Linked DNA regions of Mus musculus: region 2 is linked to region 1. The links are chromatin contacts, called in public capture Hi-C maps. All regions are on one chromosome and are shown on one strand. Each heading gives the region's core, a stretch centred on a gene start, on an enhancer-like site or on the middle of the called end of the contact. The rest is flanking DNA. Distances are from core to core; before and after follow the strand shown. Region 1 overlaps Efl1 (elongation factor like GTPase 1). Region 2 has its middle 3.1 kb from the start of Gm39043.

Region 1 (2,823 bases), core at 139-2,638:
CTCTCCTCTTACAATATTGAGTGGTCACCTAAGGAGCCCTTGTGTCTGTCCCCTCCTCGGGAACCTACTCCAGCGGGAGTCACTCTGTCGAGGCTGCTGTGTGTTTTTCACTTACCATGCTTTGAAAGGTGCTTGCAGCCTGATCACAGCCTCAGTCGGTGTCTGTAAACAGAAGCCTTGTGTAGATACCTCTATACTGGATTGTTACCTTTGAATGGTAGCATCGTATTGTTTGTAACTTGTGTGTTTTCTTATGCTGTTTCATGTTGCTTTAGCTTGGTGGACTTGAGGGAAGTTAGTTTGGTTTCTGAGATAAGAGTCTCACTCTGTAGCCTAGGCTCTTCTATCTATAGTTCATGATCCTCTTTCTGTCTCTAGCTGTGCAGTATTGGTATTATAGGTGGCTGCCGCTATGCTCACCTGCAAGGATTCCCCCCACCCCACGTTGATTCCATTGTTTGAATTTATCATAATGTACTTTTTCTGGTCTTCTGTTCATAGTTATTGAAAGTGGCTTTCAAGTTGTTGGGTGTTTTTTTTTTGTGGGGGGGGGGGGGAGGGGGGGCAGAGGTTGTTGTTGTTTTCACCAGCATGAGGGCTACAGTTTAAGACCTGGCATATGTTAAACAAACACTCTGCCCAAACTAGATCCGTGTTCCTTTTGCTTAAGTATTTAGACCCAGGATATTTTAGTCACTATTCTATTGCTGTGAAGAGACACCATGACCAAGGCAGCTCTTATAAAAGAAAGCATTTGGGGCTTGCTTACAGTTTCAGATGCTAAGTTCATCTCATCCTGGTGAGGAACAGAAAGCAGCAGGCAGCTGTGGTTCTGAGAGCTACATCCTCATCCACAGAGAGGAGGGAGTGAGGGAGAGACAGAGAAAGAGACAGAGCTGGATAGACAGGCAAGCAGGCAGGCAGGCAGGCAGACTGAGCCAGAGCCTGGCTTGGGCTTTTGAAAGCTCAAAGCCCAACCCCCAGTGACACACTTCCTACTACTAGGCCATACTTCCTAATCCTTCCCAAAGAGCACCACTCCCTGGCGACCAAGCATTCAAATAATATGAGTCATTCTTATTCAAAAAGCTCAAAGTCTCTTCTGAGACTCACAGCAATCAAAATAAAAAAGCAGATCACATCCTTCTAACACTGGTATAGAATATACATTAGCATTCCAAAAGGAGCATAGTGAGGAAATAGCGAACTAAAGCAAGACTGAGACTCTGCTGGGAGAACTCCAAACTCTGTATCTCTGTGTCTGATGTCAAAGCTTCTTTACTATCTCCAGCTCCCTTTTGCTTTGTTGGCTGCTTCATGCTTCTCTCTCTTGAGCTGGTTCCACACCCAGTTAGCAGCTGTCCTTAGCATGTACCCCCTGACTCTGGCATCCTCAATATATTCAAGTTTCTAAGGCAAGCTGTGCTTCTCTTTCATAGCTTTATGCAGTGGCGGCTCTTGGCCTCCATGCAGAAACACCCTGAATTCAGGCCTACCCACTCAGTGACTTTCCTTGTTTTCTTAGCAGTGGAGGAAGATTCTGCAAGCCCTTTCTGTATCCCTGACTCTAAAGCCAGAACCATGTGGCCAATGCTACCAAGTTCTGCTGCGTGATGGGGCTGGAACTTGACCCCTTCTTTCAGTTATATTTATGTCAGCTTTCTGTTATTGATGGTCTCCTTAGATGCTTAAGCTTTTCTTTAATTCTTTTCCTCAAGTTGGAAGCTGAGCTGGGTGGGGTCCTGCCCTGAGATCACCACTCCCTTTATTCCACTTAGCATCAGACTTTATTGAACTTTTCAGTTCTGTGAGCACTGGGCTTAGCTTCATTACACTTCCTGGCACTTCTTTATTCCTCAAACTGTATGTTTTGTATTCTTTTTTTGTTCAGCTTCCTTCATTTTATTATAGATCTGCATAAGAGTGATTACTAATAACTGTATGACAGAGTCAGTACTGGACTCTCTTGAAATCTCCTCTGCCAGTGTCATTAACCCAAAACTCTTCAATGTAGCCTCAAGCAGATTTTTAGAACAAGGGCATAAAGCAACCAGTAATCTTTGCTAAAATATCACAAGAATGATCTCTAAGCCACTTACTAATATTCCTTCCCCATGAAATTTCTTCTGTTGAGTCTCCATAGTTCGAATGACCCCATTATAGTCTACCATGCTTGTGTTAGGATAGCCCATTAAGCACGATAAAGTGACTAATGGCTTTTCTAGTCCAAAGTGCCAAAGTCTTCTATATTCTTCCAACAGGCATCATGGTCAGGCCTGTCACAGCAATACCCTGCTCCCTGATACCAGCTTCTGTCCTAGTCACTGCCATTGCTGTGAAGAGATACCATGACCAAGGCAACACTGAAAAGAAAGCATTTGATTGGAGGCTGGCTTACAGTTTCAGAAGCTATGTCCACCTCATCATGGCAGAGAGCAGGTAGCAGGCAGGCAGAGAGAGAGAGAGACCCCATCCTGAGCCATAAGCAGAGGAGGAGGGTCAGGCCGCCACCTTCCATCCCTCTTGCTTTCAGCCTTTTGAAATGTTACAGCAAGCACCTTTGAACATGTGGGTGTTTCCTAGGGCATTGAGTTTTAACCCTATCAACCCAAACCTGGCTTTAATAGCTAATCTGACACCACCTTTCTTCCTAGAAATGAAATTCAAAGATAAAATAATCGGCCTCACTACATAATTTCAGCACAGTATAATAATTTAGCTATCAGGCCAACAAAAGGGAAGTTGTCTGTAATAAAGCACAGCGCCCTTTGGAATGTAAAGATTCTCTGTGACCGTATCCGATTAACTCAATTACTTACACAC
Region 2 (2,778 bases), core at 89-2,588, 1.1 Mb after region 1:
CAGAATCACCTCTGAGACCACCAAGACTTCATACCACCATCAGTGCTAGGTAAAAATTAAAAGTAGAATATTTGGCAGAACAGCACATGTGTCTGCCTCTAACCCAGTGCTGCTTCCACTTCCTCCTCCTCCTCCTCCTCCTCCTCCTCCTCCTCCTCCTCCTCCTCCTCCTCCTCCTCCTCCTCACTGTTATAACTTCTGCAGGGAACCCGGATGGATCAGAAGTTCCTTGGGGAAAATTAGCATGACCTGGTACAAAACAAAGCCCACAGAACTAAGTATCCCCCCAAGCTACTTCCTCAAACACATTAAACTGGTATCAAGTTACTGACTGGGTAGTTCGGACTGGCTCAACCAGCCCTCGGTTTGAGGAAGTGAAAAGAGGAACCACTGTCTTTGGGAAGGACAAAAAATTGGGAACCTAAGGAATACACAAAGGCAAGTTTAAAGCCTGGAAATAAATACCTGGCAATGGTAGGTGTTTTTAGAAGATCCCAGGTTGGGAAGGTGGCTGGGTCAGTAAAGAGCTTGCTGCTCAGATATGAGCAGTTTCTAAGCAAGTAGATATTCGGCTCAGAATTTTGTACTCATGCCAAGGAATGGACCAAAATTCCCCTTGACTCTCTATTCTACAAGGAACCAGTGCTCCTCCCATTCCTGAATAAAGTGTTCCAGGAGGGGCAGAGGCCAGTGTGGGAAGTCTGGCAGGAAGATGTCTCCTTTGACACTTGAATGACAGCGCAGCTCTCCGGGCTGGTTCTCTCGAGTGACCCTCTCCTCTCCCCGCTGGCAGGCTTCTCTCTTCGGAATAAAGGATAGGGCAGGGCTCCTCTCTGGTGTCTGCGGCTGGAGATAAGTCCTTGATGACTCCAATTTGGGAGATACATTTCCTATTTATGAGGAAGCCACGCACCCCCTGCCCCAGCAGGAGGGACTGGTCTCCCACCCTTGGCAACAGTGGGAAGTGACTCCACCCACCCTTCCCCAGCCCTGGGGGATTCCAGCAGTTGAAAGGTCTGAGCTGGAAAGATAAACATCACCGCTTATCCCTCACTCCCTCATTGTTCCCCTTGGAAAACAGAAAAGGAACCGGGAAGGGAAAGAGGCTGCACGGAAATCCATCCGTGGGGTTGCTAAGGGAAACAGCCTAAAATGGTACTGGGGGGATCCTCCCTTCCTCCTCTCTGACACCCTCATCCACCCATTCAGCAAAAGAAAGAAAAAAAAAAGAAATCCCAAACTTTGCTTCCTACTTCCAAGAGGAAGCGTCAGTCCCTAGGCCCTGTCTCAAACCTTAAAGTCACAAAGTTAAGTACAAGATTGCCAGGGGAGACCTGATTTTCTGTTACTTAACAGCTCTGTAGCCTGGTTACCTGTTCCAAAAAAGGGAACCTGCTAGCCTGCCTCTCTCTTAACTTTGTTCAACACAAGCGCGGGAATCCTTAGCCTCAAGCAAATGCTTCCTGTGTTGTAAGAAACTCAACTCTTAATGCTCTTTCCAAATGCAGAGGGCGAATTCTTTGTTCCCCTACAAACCCTCATTTGAACTGTTTTCTCTGTCGGAGAAGCTCGGCTGCTGAAATCCTTTCCATCCTTCCTAGCAAATCCTGAAATCTCTCTCTAAGAAGCCAGCGCCGTTCTGACAGATCATGGCAGAATCAATCTCCTCTCTACTGGACTCCTCAGCCTTCTGCTCTTCACGGCTCTCTGGTTTTAATTAATTAAGGTTTAATGTTATTTTATTTTATGTGTAGGAGTATTTTGCCTGCTTCCATGTGTGTGCCTGGTACCTGTGGAAGCCAGAAGAAAGTGATACAGTTACCTAGGCCTGGAGTTACAGAGGGTTGTAACCCACCCTGTGGGAGCTGGGAACTGAATCCTGGTCCTCTAGAAGAGCAGCTAGTGCTTTTCACTGCTAAGCCATCTTTCCCACTCCTGTTGTCAGGTTTGTGGCACAACCTGAAATTCAAGCTCTTTACATACCAGCCAGAACCCTCAACAGACCAACTGATTCATTTATGGCCAGAACCATTTCCTCACTACACCCATTGCCTGGCACTCAGCCTGGGCCATGGTTGTGGTAGAGGTGACTGTAAAAAGGGTTAGCGCATGGTGGCACATCCCTTAAACCCTGCACTCCGGGGAGGCAGGGTAGAGGCAGGAAGATATCCGAGAGTTTGAGGCCAGCCTGATGTACATTGGGAATTCCAGGACAGCCCCGGCTATATTGTGAGACCTTGTCTCCACATTAAAAATGAAAGAAGAAAGCAGCAGCAGCAGCCTCAGCAGCAGCAGACAGAGTTGCTCATCCATGCCAAGCATATGTGTTTCTATGCATGGGTTTGTTCAGAAAAAATTTATACCTCGCTATTTCCCAAAAGAGTTTAAGAAAACACCAAAGGCCCAGTGTAGCTAGAAGAACAGCCAGAGTGAAAACAGCTCAGTGTGTCTCGGGGCACCTGGGATGAGTTGTTTACTACAGTTGAGTGCTGGATTTATCTCTGCCTTTCCTGGATGAAAGGGAAATGTGCTGGCGCATACACTTTTCATTGTACAACGGCTTTGGAATCGAACTGCAAAGAGAAAATTTTCCTGGCGCTGTCTTCAAGGAGAAATTCATCAAGTGGGCCTTTATATAACAAACATGAGGTAATAGGAGAGCAGCATCTCCAGGGAGGCATCACCAAAGGGAAGCTGAAGACTTTCAACGCACAGCTCTTTGTGAGTGTGGTGGTGTACGGGTGTGTACCTGTTCCTGTGTGAGTGTCACCAAAGTGT

Evidence for each region. Capture Hi-C pulls out chosen DNA fragments and counts their contacts.
Region 2: a contact with region 1 is called in a capture Hi-C map of embryonic stem cells, with 2.6 times the contacts expected there. The contact joins two enhancer-like sites. A contact is called at or near these places in 2 of 484 Hi-C or Micro-C datasets (both in cerebral cortex), 2 of 115 datasets of contacts at active chromatin or transcription factors (cardiomyocytes and embryonic stem cells) and 2 of 9 other capture datasets (embryonic stem cells and embryonic trunk).

What each region holds. Positions count from the first base shown.
Region 1 is chr7:82,734,068-82,736,890 of GRCm38.p6, forward strand. All of the region lies in intron 15 of Efl1 (elongation factor like GTPase 1), which reads left to right. Among named protein-coding and RNA genes, the nearest start is that of 4933406J10Rik, 20 kb to the right of the region's middle. Within about 2 kb of position 1,389, at least 29 of the 459 cell types and tissues checked have an H3K27ac peak or open chromatin away from gene starts, as enhancers often do. A contact at or near this core is called in cerebral cortex and embryonic stem cells, where this site is marked.
Region 2 is chr7:83,809,558-83,812,335 of GRCm38.p6, forward strand. No RefSeq gene overlaps it. Among named protein-coding and RNA genes, the nearest start is that of Gm39043, 3.1 kb to the right of the region's middle. RefSeq lists an enhancer at 2,361-2,778. Within about 2 kb of position 1,339, at least 102 of the 459 cell types and tissues checked have an H3K27ac peak or open chromatin away from gene starts, as enhancers often do. A contact at or near this core is called in cerebral cortex and embryonic stem cells, where this site is marked.